Regions from separate parts of the Sus scrofa genome. Here all the other regions are linked to region 4. Evidence: chromatin contacts called from public HiChIP or PLAC-seq data. All regions are on one chromosome and are shown on one strand. Each heading gives the region's core, a stretch centred on a gene start, on an enhancer-like site or on the middle of the called end of the contact. The rest is flanking DNA. Distances are from core to core; before and after follow the strand shown. Region 1 holds the start of LRRC31 (leucine-rich repeat-containing protein 31). Region 2 holds the start of RPL22L1 (60S ribosomal protein L22-like 1). Region 3 holds the start of SEC62 (SEC62 homolog, preprotein translocation factor). Region 4 holds the start of SKIL (ski-like protein).

Region 1 (3,530 bases), core at 280-2,779, 480 kb before region 4:
ATTAAATATGTCAATACCTTTTAAATTTCATCAGTCAATTAGCATTACCTTCTAAGAGAGATAGTTTAAGAGCCTTGGCATACTACTAAGCTGTCTGGGTCCTTTACAAAACTGTCACTCAAAGGAGTTTGCCTCTAGTGATCCCAGCCTCATCTCTTTGCAGTCCTTTTCTTTTTCTCTTGGCATTTTCACCTTCTCTACTCTAGCCCTGCACCCCAACCCCATGAAAAACACATTGGCAGTAAAGAATTAATTCACTCCATAAACAAAATTTACTGTGGGCCAGATACTGTTCTCGAAACAAGAGAGTCAATGATGAACAAGACACAGCTCATGACTTTGCAGTCTTAACCTGGTGGAAAGTTGGCCCTGTATACTAGTGATGACACTGGGTCAAAGGCCACCAGGGAGGAAAGACCTACTTAGTTAAGGAGCCTCAGCTGGACTAAGCCTGGCTTGGAGCACAGCCTTTGAGCAGCGAGTGACCTTGCATGTGTATTAGAGAATTGAGACAGCTAAAAAGAGAGGAGAGAGGAAAGTGTCCCAGGCAGAAAAAAACAGGCTCAAAAGGTTCCAGGCATGAAGGCCTAAAAGAGCCTGGGGTTGCCTCAAGAAGTGAATTATGGTTTGTCTGGAGCAAAGATGTATGAGGTTAGAGGTAGGTGAGTTGAGATCCAAGATTCATAAGGTTCAAGCTGTTATCTTTCTCAGGGTTTGCTTACATTTTACGGAGCGTTTAAGACTTAAACTAAAGGGATAAACTGTAAATGAAATTTTAGCTTCTGTTAATCCAATTTAGATTCCTTCTTTAGGCCAGAGCTGAATAGATATTCTTGAAATTATTATGTTCTTTTCTTCCTCCCTATAAAATAGGTCTTTCTGTACTACCATGTTCTAGAAGGGTTCAAGAAATACTTTGTACACAGGGGATCCTCAAAATAACCCTGCAGAGCCCACCTTCACGCTTGGGTGATGGAATGTTCGGTATACCTGGAGTATCATTTTAGAAGTCACAACTGGGCATCCTTTTCTTTCTTTCTTTCTTTCTTTCTTTCTTTCTTTCTTTCTTTCTTTCTTTCTTTCTTTCTTTCTTTCTTTCCTTCCTTCCTTCCTTCCTTCCTTCTTTCTTTTCTTTTCAAACTAGAGCAGGATCTGGTCCAGATTTACATAGGAACAGACAGCAATGAAAACAGACAGTTGTCCCAGCCACAGCCCCTCAGCTGACCAAGCCTCAGTAGGTTAGGTGGGAAAGGGAGAATTTTGGTTTGTGAATCCAGCCACAACCTGCAGCCCTGGCTGTGCCATCCTGATTCCACCATCACCCCAGGGGCCCTTTTCCTTCCACTAGTCCTCTAGCCCCCACCCAAGACTTACCTCCATGGTCATTTTCACTCATTTTACCTTTTGGAGATTTATGCACAACTGTTCTCTGGAGAGCCATCCCAGGAAATGGTTTCATTTTTCCCCCTCCTTAACTGCTGTGACTCCAACTTCCAAGTCATAAGAAAACATGGCTGGATGATGTTCCAGGATGTGGTAATTTACGCAATGAAACCCCACCCAGCTAGCAAGGCCCTGCCAGGTTTTCTGTGCAGACACATCCACTGCAGAGCAGAAGGGCCTGGGAGTGGGTGGGGCGGGGGGGAGGTAAGAAACCATGCAGGACTCAAGAGAACAGAAGAGGAAATGAAACACGGTAGGGAGTGAGAAAGGCAGAAAGGAGGTCAAGGCAGGAGAAGGAAGCAACTGAGAGCCTGACAGGGAATCAAATGGAGGAACATGAGGAAGGCAGCCTTGGGAGAGAAGGGGAAGGAACTGCATCCTTTTTTTTTTTTTTTTTTTAATTTTTACCTTTTATTATTATTTTTTTCTACAGTACAGCATGATGACCCAGTTACACATACATGTATACATTCTTTTTTCTCACATTATCATGCTCCATCATAAGTGACCAAACAGAAGTTCCCATCGTGGCTCAGTGGTTAACGAATCTGACTAGGAACCATGAGGTTGTGGGTTCGATCCCTGGCCTTGCTCAGTGGGTTAAGGATCCGGTGTTGCCATGAGCTGTGGTGTAGGTTGCAGATGCAGCTCGGATCCTGTGTTTCTGTGGCTCTGGTGTAGGCCGGCGGCTGCAGCTCCCATTGGACCCCTAGCCTGGGATCCTCCATGTGCCGCAGGAGTGGCCCAAGAAATCGCAAAAAGACCAAAAAAAAAAAAGTGACCAAACTTAGTTCCCAGTGCTACACAGCAGGATCTCATTGTTAATCTATTCCAAAGGCAATAGTCTGCATCAATCATCCCCAAGCTCCCAATCCATCCCACTCCCTCCCCCTCCCCCTTGGCAACCACAAATCTATTCTCTAAGTCCATGAGTTTCTTAATACTACAGTGGTCCAAGCAACAGGTTACCAGGCTCACACTTAGAAAAACAATCATTTTTTTCAGAGCATGTTTGAGAAATTCCTCTTTATATACAAACTTGAACAAGTACTCAGGCTTCCCACACCAACTCAAGATTTCAGACCAGCTTTCTCTTGTATCTGCATTAGGTTTTACTTTGTGAAGGTAAACCCTGGAAACTGAATTTGAGGATATTTCCAGATCACAACATAGCAACCAGACGACAGCGGCTGAAAACAGGTTTGCCTCTTTTCCTAGAATCAGAGGCATTCACTTAAGAGCCCTTTGGAAAAGCTAATGGCTGGCATTTACTTGAGTATTTACTGTCAATATTTACTGTATTATCAGTAAGTAAGTTCATTTGCCATGAAACCCTAAGGGTAATATATGCTTGACAAATTATTTCTCAGGCAGTTAAGTGATTTTTATTTATTTTTGCAAAAGCGAGGAATCCATTTTTTTTCCCTTTTCCATACTTAGGTTTGGGCTTAACATATATTTAAAATTTCTGAGGAATGCTTTCAATGGCATTTTTGATTCAGTGTTTCAGAGTGAATCATGTTTTAGGTGTTGCTTGTTAAAGGGCAAGGCATTATTCTTTCTCCACAAAAGTCACTTCATTAAAAAGCATGATACGTGCTACAACATAAATGAAACGAGAACATAAGAGAAAAAAAGCCCGTCACAAAAAGGCAAATACTGTATGATTCCACTTACAGTATCAGGTGTATATATAGGAGTCAAATTCATGGAATTAGAGAGTAGAACTGCGGCTGCCAGGGCTTGAGGGAGGGGGAAGCAGGGAGTTTTGTAAGAGTGTAGTTTTGAAAGATGAAAAAGTTCTGGAGATTCATTGCAAAACAATGTGAATACATTTAACACTACTGAACTGCACACTTAGAAATGGTTAAGATGGTAAATTTTATTTTAATTAATTAATTAATTAATTTTTGTCTTTTTGCAATTTATTGGGCAGATCCTGCAGCATATGGAGGTTCCCAGGCTAGGGGTCGAATTGGAGCTGTAGCCACTGGCCTACACCAGAGCCACAGCAACGCGGGATCCGAGCCACGTCTGCAACCTACACCACAGCTCATGGCAACACCGGATCCTTAACACACTGAGCA
Region 2 (3,548 bases), core at 33-2,532, 470 kb after region 4:
GAGACTAAAAGCATCTATTTTCTATTACAAGTCAAAACTAATAAATACCTATCTGCGTTGGTTTGGACCTCTAACCAGGTTCACATTGTTTCAAGTTATCAAGAAAAGTTTCGTGAAAAACTTAAGCTTCATGCAAGAATAGGATATTTTATTCTAAGGAATTAAACCTTAATGCTGTTATGGGTGAGGAAAAGGATACCAGTCTGGTGGTCTTAAAAAAAAAAAAGAAAAAGTACTTTGTTTACCATACTCTAAACTTTTCGAACAATACCACAGAATAAAGTTACACATTAAAATCCACCCACCAAAAAATGCCACTTAAACTGCTATTTTTTACCTTAGACTTGTGCCAAAAAAATTCATCCTAAACTTTCGAACAGTTAATAGCGATTCCCAGGAGCTGGGCTTGACCGAGCAATTTACAGCTCTGCTGGGCCATCAGTTAACTTCAGAAATGCAAATAATTTGTCGGTGGAACAAATATGCCCAGAGGGCTTATGGCCCCTTTGCACATTATCTAGTTTTGTATATAACCCAGCAATTTTACCCTAACACTTCAAACGCTCTTTGGACCAGCTTTAAGACCTTACTGGTCCCCTGGTCAATAAAACCTTTGAAGCAAACATTTATATTTGCCCGAGTCGTTGACTTTCACGTTTTAAAAAAATTCCTTTGTGAGGTTAACAAACTTTTCCCCCAACTTAGTTCTAAAGTTCTCTGAAACCTCTACAACCGCGGCTATCCTGGGAAATGAGAGACGCCTATCTCCCTCCGCCCTCGTAAGGCTATAAGACCCGCTCGATTACCCACATCTGCTTTCCACTGTAAAGAGTAGCAACTGCCTTACCATGCACCAGGGAGAAAAAACAAAGCCCAAATGCTGTTCTATTAGCCCCCTTCACCGTCGTGCCTCCGCTTTTCCTGCGCTCCCACCACGACCCATCCTAAGCCAATACCGGGCCCTCGCCGCGTAGCAGTTGTCAAGAGTCAGGAAAAAACTTACAACCTTAATCTTGGTTGTGTTCCTGACCCAAGTCTCCAATTCTAACCACTCTTTATCTAGAACTAGCCTCCCCCAACTCGCCACCTGAAACACACATCTACATCAAAGTAAGAATTCCCGGCGAGATCACGTTCACTCACCGGCGCCATGTTGGAGGCCGGCCACGCGGTAAGAGAGAAAGCGTCTTCCGGCAGCACGTATTTATACCAAAGCGTGCTGAGTCACGCGTCGAGAACGTAAGATCACCGCCTCCCGGAACAGACCTTGGGAGGTGCTTGGAGGCTAGTAACCCAGGAAACCGAGGGCGTGGCCTGGAGGCGCTCAGGTTTCGTAGGAGCACCGGCCAGCGGCTGTAGTTGAAATGATTCGCAGTTTTACACTGCTGGGGACAGCACGCTGGTTGACCACAGTGGTCTCTGCGGTTGCTTGCAGGGAGGCTTCTTCAGATGCACACACCGAGGAAGCAGGAAACATTAGTCACTAATCGCCTGGATCTTCTTTCCAGTCAAGTCAAGGCAATGTCTCAGGTTGCTTTGGGATTTCCTGTCTTATTTTGCATTTATAGTCTTCCAGCAAAAACTTTATTTATCTATGTTTTGACTATGAGTTTTCTAAATGACTCTTGAGGGAAATCAGTGTTTCAGAGAGCCAAAATAAACTAGATTCTTGAGGGGGAAAAAAACCTTTAAGAGAAAAATATGTAGTACTCATCTGTTCACATTTTGTAATTTATTCTTATTTTATAGGTTTTATAGGCTTTAGAGTTAATCCTAGGACACCTGACTTCCATCTAGATCTAGTAGTGGTCTGTTTCTTGATCTTGGTGGTGGGTTACATGAATATGTGTAGTTTGTGAAAATTCATCAAGCTGTAAATTTATAATCTGTGTACTTTTCTGTAAATGTATATGTTATACTTCAGTTAAAAAGGAAAACAGTTTGGCAGTTTTCTCATTGTGGTGCAGCGGAAACGAATCCAACTAGTAACCATGAGGTTGCAGGTTGGATCCCTGACGTCGCTCAGTGGGTTAAGGAGGCAACCTTGCGGTGAGTTCTAATGTAGGTGGCTAGGATCCTGCGTTGCTGTGGCTGCGGCATAGGCTGGCAGCTGTATCTCTGATTGACCCCTAGCCTGGGAACTTCCATGTGCTGCGAGTGTGTGGCCCTAAAAAGAAAAGAAAAAAATTAAAAAAAGAAAACAGTTGAAATTACTGTATGCCAGAATATGTCAAATTAGGTTAAATGAATACCTAGAAAAATACAACCTAAAATTTACATGAGGAGAAACAGAAAATCTGAATAGTCCTATATCTTTTAAATAAATTTGTAATTAAAACTTTTCCACAGGAAAAACACCCAGATATCTTCACCAGTGAATGCTACCATACATCTCAGGAAAAAATAATGACAATTGTGACAGATACCCTTTATGCCCAAACCTACATTCTGTCTATTTCTCTTTTAGGAGAGAGGAGCGTTTTTCCCCAGTTTCCTGTCCCCCATTGGTCAGGGGTTGTCCCTGGGGTGGTAACTGCCTTGTATTTTTAGGTTGTGCATGTGTAAATAAGTGTTAGTACAGAGGTTCCCGCGAGAGTCCCGTGCCTCCCAGAGAAGTCATAGAAGTGGAAGGTGAAAAACAAGTGAGGAGTTGCTGCCAAGTTGCACCTGCCCCAAAGTGGCTGCTGCTCCCTTCTTTTCCTTGAGTGAACAGTTCAGAAGTACGCTCTGCATCACTGCATGGATGATCCCAGCAGGACCAAGCCTCATTTGTCCCCAGTTTCTTCCCTCCCCCTCCCCTCCCCTCCCCTCCCCTCCTCCTTCTCCCCCTCCTCCTATCGGAGCTACAGCTGCCAGCGTAGGTCACAGTCACTTCAATGCCAGATCCGACTCCTGTCTGCGACCTACGTCACATCTCACAGCAACGCCGGATCTTCAACCCACTCAGCAAGGCCAGGGATGGAACCTGCAACCCAATGGTTCCTAGTTGGATTTGCTTCCCCCCGGGTCACAACGAGAACCGCCCCCCCCCCAGTACATTTCTTTTTGCTTACGTTTCTTCCCAGTTTCACACTTCCTGGTACCTTCTGTTACCTGGGATCATTTCCCGAAGTAAATTAAATGCATCCAGGCAATAGGCTAAGACACCAATTTTACAAACTCTTTCAGCCATCAACTTATTTATATTAATACTTATATTAATATAGTTTGATGGATGAGTTGGTGTAGAATATATCTATGATTATATTAGTGTAAATATATATTAAAGTATATACTATTAGCAAACCATATCCAACAATATGTCATGCAGCAAAGTGGGTCATTATTTGTGATTGATATGCAATTGGATATGTATAAAATTTAAAAGAATCTACAGATATGCGATGGAACATGAAAGATATATGAGAAAGTATGTGTAAAAGTATGATCGGGTCACTTTGCTGTACAGCAGAACTCGACAGAACAGTGTAAATCAGCTATAGTAAAAAAAAATTTTTAAATAGAATCTATAGGAGTTCCCATCGTGGCTTAGCAGAAACAAATCTGAA
Region 3 (3,634 bases), core at 408-2,907, 370 kb before region 4:
TAAAAAAAAAAAAAAAAAAAAAAAATTCTGCAGAAAAAGGAGGTGGGGCAGTAGCATCATTGTCCACAAATGGTTTTCTTCCCCATCATAGTCCTAGCCTAGCATTTTGAATCTGGTAGGCATTCAGCATCTATTAAGTGCAATAATACTTTCATTTATAAACAAACTTTCCTATGAAAAGAATCCATGTTCTCTAAATGAAACAATACCAAACAGTTCTATCCTCCTTTTGGATGGAGAGAAGGACTGAAGGAAATAAAGACATTTCATACCCAGTGTTATGTTTTGGGTTGACTGATAGGAATCATCTTTTTTTCACCCCATCTCTGACTATATATACCCTAATTATTAATTATAGGGGGGAAAGGAATTAAATGACTTGCTGACCCTGCCCTGAGAGTGCATAATTGCCTAGTCCAGAAAAGAACTTCAGCCATCTTATTTTATAAAACAATAGACATCAATATGATACTATTTGTCTTAATATTTAATTGCTATTAGGTTACATATATAATATGGGAAATGAACTTTTAAATGATATAATAAATGCTCAACATAGCATTAAGTGAAAAAAAAAGGCTACTGCATAACATATGCAGTATATTTTCAGTTGAGGAGGAACTGAGAAACATGTAAATACAAATATACACACACACAGTAGGAAAAAATACTGGAAGAAAATAATAACAGATCTCTGGGCGGTAGCGTTAGGGGTTTTTATTTTTGTCTTTTCTGTATTTTCCCAATTTTTTACCATTTAAAATGCTTTAAAATTTCCATAAAATCATGGGAATTTCTATCTAAAAACACTAGCATTTTAAGCCCATTCTCTTTGATCTAGGTACCTCTAAAATAATAGTTACAGCAGTAAATTCACCAGATTCAAAGTAACCTGCAATCTTCTTCATTCCCAATTCTTAAGAATCTTTCTCCTATTCATTAGTTGCTTCTATTTCCCTGGGTTCTCTTTGACTCTTGGATTCTAAAGGTGCGTTTTCAGAAGCAACATCAAAAACGGAATAGCGAATCGAAAGTTTGTTTCAGATGAACCTGACTACCCCCAACATTGCACAAGGAAAGATAATTGGCTTAGATTTCGGCTGTGCCGTCGTCTACCAACTGTGGAGCCTTCGATAACTTAGTTCATGTCGCTGCACCTCTGTGGTCTCAGCTTTCCCATCTTTAAAGTGGGCTTAGAATTTACACGTGGGGAATGGATAGGACAGGGCTCATTGGCAAGAGAGTGCCACAGTTAGAGACGTCTATAAATCCTCTGTGAAAGGCTCCACCCAAAACGAACCAACTCCTAGGGGGGTGGGGCCCGGGAATCTGTATTTCAGTAGCTTCCCAGGTGTCAGATGCTCAGTCAGTTTTGAGAACGGAAGACTTTTTCCAGTCCTTACGTCCTTTGATCTACTTTTCAACTTCCTTCTGGTCCCAGCGATTTCCAGTTCCTGCAACAAAAGTAACCGAAGAAAAACGGGAGACAAGGCGCTGCCAATACTCCCGGGGCTCGCCTGGGTATCCGCCTCTCGCCAGCTTCCCTCCCCCGCCGCCAGCCGCCAGGTTATATAACGGGCTCAGCAGCGCGCTCTCGCGAGGTTTCCAGCGCCCCCGCCTCGCTCCACGTCAGAGGGAACCGGGAGGAGCGGCCAACATGGCGGAACGCAGGCGGCACAAGAAGCGGATTCAGGTAGCAAAGTCGAGCCCTGGGATAGGAGACTTTAGGGCGCTTGAAAATGGAAGAAGCAGGGAAAGCTCCCGGGAAGGGCAAGCGAAGTCGAGGGCGAGGTGGGGTGGGGTTCCGCCGCGAGCCCGCTGGTTACGGGCTGCGTCGAAGTGAGGGGCCTGAGGGAGGGCGGTGCTGGCGACGGTGGTGTCTGAGGCGGAGATACTGGGGCAGCGGAGGAAGACCCGAGGCGCCGCTCTCGGAATCGGACGCGAAGGCGCGGCCGCCAGCCCAGGGTTCCGGTGGTGGCGCCGGCAGGGGCCTGCCCTAGGAGGTCCACGTCCGCCGAGCGCCGACACCGACCCTCCCCGGGCTCCTCCCCTCCCTTCTCCACCCCATCCTTTCGTCTTGACTGTCCCCAAATTAAGGCCACAGTAAATAGGGTAGAAGGAAGCGGAGGACCGACCTAAAGCTGCCAGTTCTTTGTGCGCAAATACGAGGACCGTATGTGGGGAGGAGTGATCTGGGTTTGGTCAGCTGCCCCGGGGGCCCAGGCGGCGATCCAGATGTTCGTTTGCGTGAACCCTCCTTTCTTCTCACTGTTATTAACTTGAGTCCAGTTGAAGCTTTCCAGCTTTCTTTCAGGCGACAGAGTGTAAATAAACACAACTTCCGTACTGCAGCGAGCGGGTTGCGCCCAGAAACCTTTCGCATGCCAGTGTGTCATCCTCATAACCTACATAGCATCCCTCCCTCATTCCACATGCCTGTCATCTGTGTATTTCTTCTTTGCAATTTCCCCCCTGTTGTTCTTGCTCTTTGCCAACAGGATTAAATACGTGGAACATCTTAGGCTCTGTATTGTCTCATTATTAGCTTGTGTGCCTAGAAACCTTCATGGGTCATCATAAGTTGATATCACATTGTAAATTGTTAATACACTAATCATAAATCGTTACACTCATCATTGTCTCTCTGTTCCTTACTATGTTATTGTTTAGAATGGCGCTCTGTCAAATTTTTATTTACCCATTTTTTAAAAGTTAATCTCTTGTCTGGCTTACACCACAGGTGATTTGAGCTATGCAAGTTAAAATTCTCCTAAAAACTTTTAAGTACTAGAAAAAAAGAAAAAGATGCCAGTGATCAGTAAATTTGGAGTTGGGCAGAAATAAGGAGTTTCAAAAAGAGCAAAGAAGGGGATCAGAAAGAGACAGATTCCCCCAATTTCAGACAGGTCATAAAAGCAAAGCTTAAGAGTATTAAAGAAGTTTCTAATTATACTGTTCCTCGTCTTTCAAAATTTAGTATTATTGGTCAGACATGGATACATAAACCTTTTATTAGAATTTGTATTGAAGTTGTGAAATTAGTACTTCCAAGACTTATCTTTGCATGAATGGTGCATTTTGTGGCCTTAAAAAAATGTCATTTTTACAGTATCAGCTGTTCTTAAAATTGTTGTAAACGTGATCCTAATTCACTTTGAAGAGCTGCTTTATTTCTAGTGTGACCTCGTATTAAGCAGAAAGATAACCTATATAGTAGTGGTGGTGACTAGCAGCAAAAATTTAAGCCAGACTCTGCCTGTTTGTACTCCAGTTTCAGTAATTATTAGCTGTGTAACTGGGCAAGTTACTTAACTTTTCCCCTCAATTTCCAAATCTCTAAGAAGAACCTGAAAAAAGACTGTCATTGGGTTGTTCTGGAAAAAAAGAGTACTTGGCAAATAACTCCTTCCCCCCACACTACCCCCAAGGATAAACGCTTTAAGATGATTTGTTTTGGTTTTTGTTAAGCATTTTGGTTTGCTGCAGAAAGATTAACAGTTATCTATAAAGTAAATAAACCTTTGAGTTGTGAGTTCCATGAAGAATAGCTCTTTAATTACCACTGTTTAGTTGGGGATCAGATAAATATGTGAGGACCTGATTGTTAAAAATCAGATTGGTATACTATTAAATG
Region 4 (3,525 bases), core at 504-3,003:
AGATGCCAAGTCTCAGGTCTATCCAGTCTTCTACATCAGACCTTCGGCTGGGCCTTCTGACTGTTCTCGAGGTTAGAAAAATCTATCCCCCAGACTCGCAGATGCTGTTCTCCCCCCACTGGCTCTGCACAGAACATCATTATCTTTGCTGAGCTTCTGTCTCTATGGCAATAACAGATGGGAAGTGCTGCGGAATTATTCATGTTCTGGAAAGGAGGCAGTCAAGGAGGAGGGGAAGGTGGGGGGTAGAAGAAGGGGCACGACCCGGGAGCAGGGGGGGATGGGGCTGTGAGGGACAGAACTTGGGAGTGGAGGAAGCGAGAGGCTTGTGAGCCTTTGGTAGGCCGGTTGGAGAGAAAAGAGGGGGAAAAAAATAATCTATGAGCGCAGCAATATTCCTAGTCAGCTGGCTCCAAATGTAGATCCCATGAGTGACCTCGAAGCAGCAAAGCCAGGAAAAATTGGATAAGAATGGACAAAAAGAAATTTAAAAAGGTGGGGGACAAAGCTCGAGTCTTCTGAATTCGGTGCACAGAGACCTGGGGGACTATTTCAGTTCCTGATTTTGCGGTGGGGTGAAAAAAAGGGGTTTTTCTTGGTGTTTCGAAATAGGACGGAGCAGCTCCGCAGAGTTTAATGCGCTAACTGGCTGCCGCGAAACACTGACCAAGGAGACCACTCTTTTCGGCCCTGAGGGTTACAGCCGAAAGCTCTTCAGTAGGAGCTTTCTCGTGTTCTCCAAAACAAAACCCCAAACCCTTCAGTATAATACTGAGAAACATGTAATTTCTAGCTCCCTTTTGGAGCCGAGAGAGCAGTCTGGTGAGGGGGTGGGGGGAGGGTAGCTGAGAAGTAGAGACAAAAATGTTCTTTCTCGGTTTTGCCGGAACTTCGGCCAGCCCTCGGGCCCGGCCCGATGGCGGAGGAGGTCAGCCCTGGGAAGGCGTCTGGGCGGAGGCGGCCCAGGCAAGGCGGGGGCCGCCGGGGTGGGGCGGAGCGCAGCGCGGGCAGCTGGCTGGGCGGCCCTCAGGCGGGAGGCCCCGGGGAGGCGGGGGAGCAGCCCCCGCGCGCAGGGCCCTCAAGGGGGGCGCGGCTGGGCGGCCGCCACCCGGCTGCCTCCGGGGCGGGGCGGCCCAGCTGCGGCCCCCGCAGGGGGGAGGGTCGCCCGTGCCTGACCTCGGGCGGTGGCCTCGGCCGGGCCGGCCCTGTCTCCGCCCGGCAGACTGCTGGGGTCGCGCACAGTGCACCTCGCGGCCGCCCTGCCCCCACTTGCCTTGCAGCGCAGCGACCGAGCGACCAGGGCGCCCCCGGGTCTGGCCCGTCACCACCGAGCAGCGGGTGGGGCGGGGGCGGGGCGGTGGCGGCCAGACAGCCGGCTGGGCGACTCGAGGAAGGAAGGAGGGAGGGCGGCGGTGGGGGTGGGGCGGGGAGGGAACATCCTGTCTGCGCCGAGTGCACCGCAGACAGCGTCGCGCGCCAGCCGCCCAGACGGCGCGGGGGGCGAGGAGCGCCGGGCGCGCGCCTGGGGGGAGGGGCGCGCGCCTGGGGGGAGGGGCGCGCGCGCCAGACGACGGGCCAGGAGAGCCCTTTGGAACCACAATAGGCCAGACGGTGCGCGCGTCCCCGCGGGGCTAGGAGCCGCGAGGCGTCGGCGGCGGGCCCGCGCGCGCGGTGCCGCTGCTGGCTCTGTTCCTCTCCCTCCCTCCCTCCCCCCCCCCCCCCCGGCCCCGCCGCCCTCGCTCTCCCCCGGGCGGCCGGAGACGGCGGCGGCGTCTGCGGGAAGCCGTGTGTCTCCGCAGTGACGTGGGCGGGCCGAGGGCTCGGTGACGTCAGAGGGCTGTGTGTAGCGATGTGTGTGGGGTTCGGAGCGGCGCCGGCACTGCCGAGGGGAGCGGGCGAGCGGCGGCGGCGGCGGCGGCGGCGGGCACAGGTGCGGCCCGGGCTCGCGGTGGGGACGCGGCAGGAGGCAAGGGCGCGTGGCCCCAAGGGCCGCCCGACGGTGGCGCCGGGGGTAGTGGGGAGTTAACAAAGCTCGTCGGGCTTCCCAGGGCTTGGAGGCCGGAGTCGGGGGTCCGGATGCGCGGGTCCCGGGTGGGGTTGGGACCACGGGGTGGGGGCGCTGGTCGGGTGTCCCCCGGCAGGTCATACTTCGCTGTTCCTGGACTAGGGCAAGGGCAGGGCGCTGCACTTGACCGGAGCCGTCGGGACCCCGGAGACCGGGACGCCCGTCACCGCCACCCCCCCCTCCAGCTGCCAGTCTGCGCTCCGCGGGGATGCCTCAGGCTCGACCCGCTGCGTCGGCGCCCGCAGGCGCGGGGATCCCGATTCGCGCCCCACTAGCCCGCTGACCCCTCTCCCTTCTGGCCCTGGGCGCGGGGCGGGGGTAGATGCAGCGTTAGGGCTGCTAGGGTAACACCCGAGAACTTCCCGGGGAGAGGGTGCGGGGGGGGGTTTCCACAGTTCTCCCAGCGGAGCGGTGTTGGGAGGGCATTGGGGTGTTCCCAGACCGCGAGTGGGGGTTGGGAGACTCCTCTTCCTCCACTTCCCACCACCCCCTTGCACGCTCCAGGGCGTCCCAGGTCCTTTGCTCTCTGCTCCCTGCCTCCCCCTCGGATTTGAGATGGGTGGGTGGCTTTGCGTGGGCGGAGGATTTCAGGGCTTGGGGGCTCCCCCATTCTAGGTCATGCCTCCTGCCCTCTTCCTTCGCTTGCGTGGGCAGGGGTGTTCCTGTGGTGGGTGGGTGAAAGTCAGTACGTTGGCTAGTGGCCTTGGTCCTTAACCCTTTGGGTCTGTTGTAAGGTAAATTGCTCGGAGTTTGGGAGGCAGAAATTTCTCTTTATTGGATTTCTTTTGGATTTTTTTCTCAAGAAGGAAGTGGAAGAAGAATCTTTTCTTTTTCCTTCTTCCTCCATTTGCATTCTTTGTGAGGTCTGTCTGCCTTGTGCTTTTTGTCCCGGATTAGTCTTGTTCAAGGATGGAGATTCCCAGGAGTGGTGTCTATAGCTTTTGGCTTCCATTAAGCAAATTCGCTAACCTTTTAAAGGGAAAGTTAATTTTTTCCTACAGTCATTCCAGAAAAATAGCATACACTGACTAGATGAATTATTCACTTAAAGTTGTAACTTAGTTATATATGGTGGATATGTTAACTAGTATATGATTTTTTGGATGAATCTGACTTAAAATAAGAGAAGTAATAGATTATTTTAGTTAAAATGGCATAATCGAGAAAGTCTGTAGTACTGAGTTTTGACTAAGATGATCTGTTTAAGGTTCTTCCTGTTCTGAGTTGGAGTAGCCCTCCCTCTTTTGAAGGACATTATTTCTCCCTTCACCCATTCTCCAAATTGCTTTCCTATTTAAAAGAAGGTTCTTCTAGTTAACTCGTGTTAGATTTAAAGAAATCACTCAAGTGTCACCTTTGGTAAAGTGAACTCAGTTTAAGATTAAGAAACTAGTTTCAAACTGACCCTTTGGCCTCTGGAGCAAATTCAAATGTAACTCCTCCACCCCCTTCTCTTCCAG

Evidence for each region. HiChIP or PLAC-seq counts read pairs in DNA pulled down with a chosen protein or histone mark.
Region 1: an H3K27ac HiChIP or PLAC-seq map of alveolar macrophages shows a contact between it and region 4. The contact joins the promoter of LRRC31 here to the promoter of SKIL in region 4. A contact is called at or near these places in 1 of 47 Hi-C or Micro-C datasets (embryonic fibroblasts) and 2 of 2 datasets of contacts at active chromatin or transcription factors (alveolar macrophages and skeletal muscle).
Region 2: an H3K27ac HiChIP or PLAC-seq map of alveolar macrophages shows a contact between it and region 4. The contact joins the promoter of RPL22L1 here to the promoter of SKIL in region 4. A contact is called at or near these places in 1 of 5 promoter capture datasets (fetal liver), 1 of 47 Hi-C or Micro-C datasets (embryonic fibroblasts) and 1 of 2 datasets of contacts at active chromatin or transcription factors (alveolar macrophages).
Region 3: an H3K27ac HiChIP or PLAC-seq map of alveolar macrophages shows a contact between it and region 4. The contact joins the promoter of SEC62 here to the promoter of SKIL in region 4. A contact is called at or near these places in 2 of 5 promoter capture datasets (fetal liver and liver), 2 of 47 Hi-C or Micro-C datasets (embryonic fibroblasts and heart right ventricle) and 2 of 2 datasets of contacts at active chromatin or transcription factors (alveolar macrophages and skeletal muscle).

The regions. Positions count from the first base shown.
Region 1 is chr13:108,548,763-108,552,292 of Sscrofa11.1, forward strand. LRRC31 (leucine-rich repeat-containing protein 31) reads right to left here and starts at 1,530. Exons shown (of 9, transcript XM_021069772.1): 1 at 1,375-1,530. The coding sequence starts at 1,386.
Region 2 is chr13:109,498,213-109,501,760 of Sscrofa11.1, forward strand. RPL22L1 (60S ribosomal protein L22-like 1) reads right to left here and starts at 1,283. Exons shown (of 4, transcript XM_003358680.5): 1 at 1,144-1,283. The coding sequence starts at 1,152.
Region 3 is chr13:108,658,829-108,662,462 of Sscrofa11.1, forward strand. It overlaps SEC62 (SEC62 homolog, preprotein translocation factor), which reads left to right and starts at 1,658. Exons shown (of 8, transcript NM_001105305.1): 1 at 1,658-1,693. The coding sequence starts at 1,658.
Region 4 is chr13:109,028,078-109,031,602 of Sscrofa11.1, forward strand. SKIL (ski-like protein) reads left to right here and starts at 1,754. Exons shown (of 7, transcript XM_021069796.1): 1 at 1,754-1,930.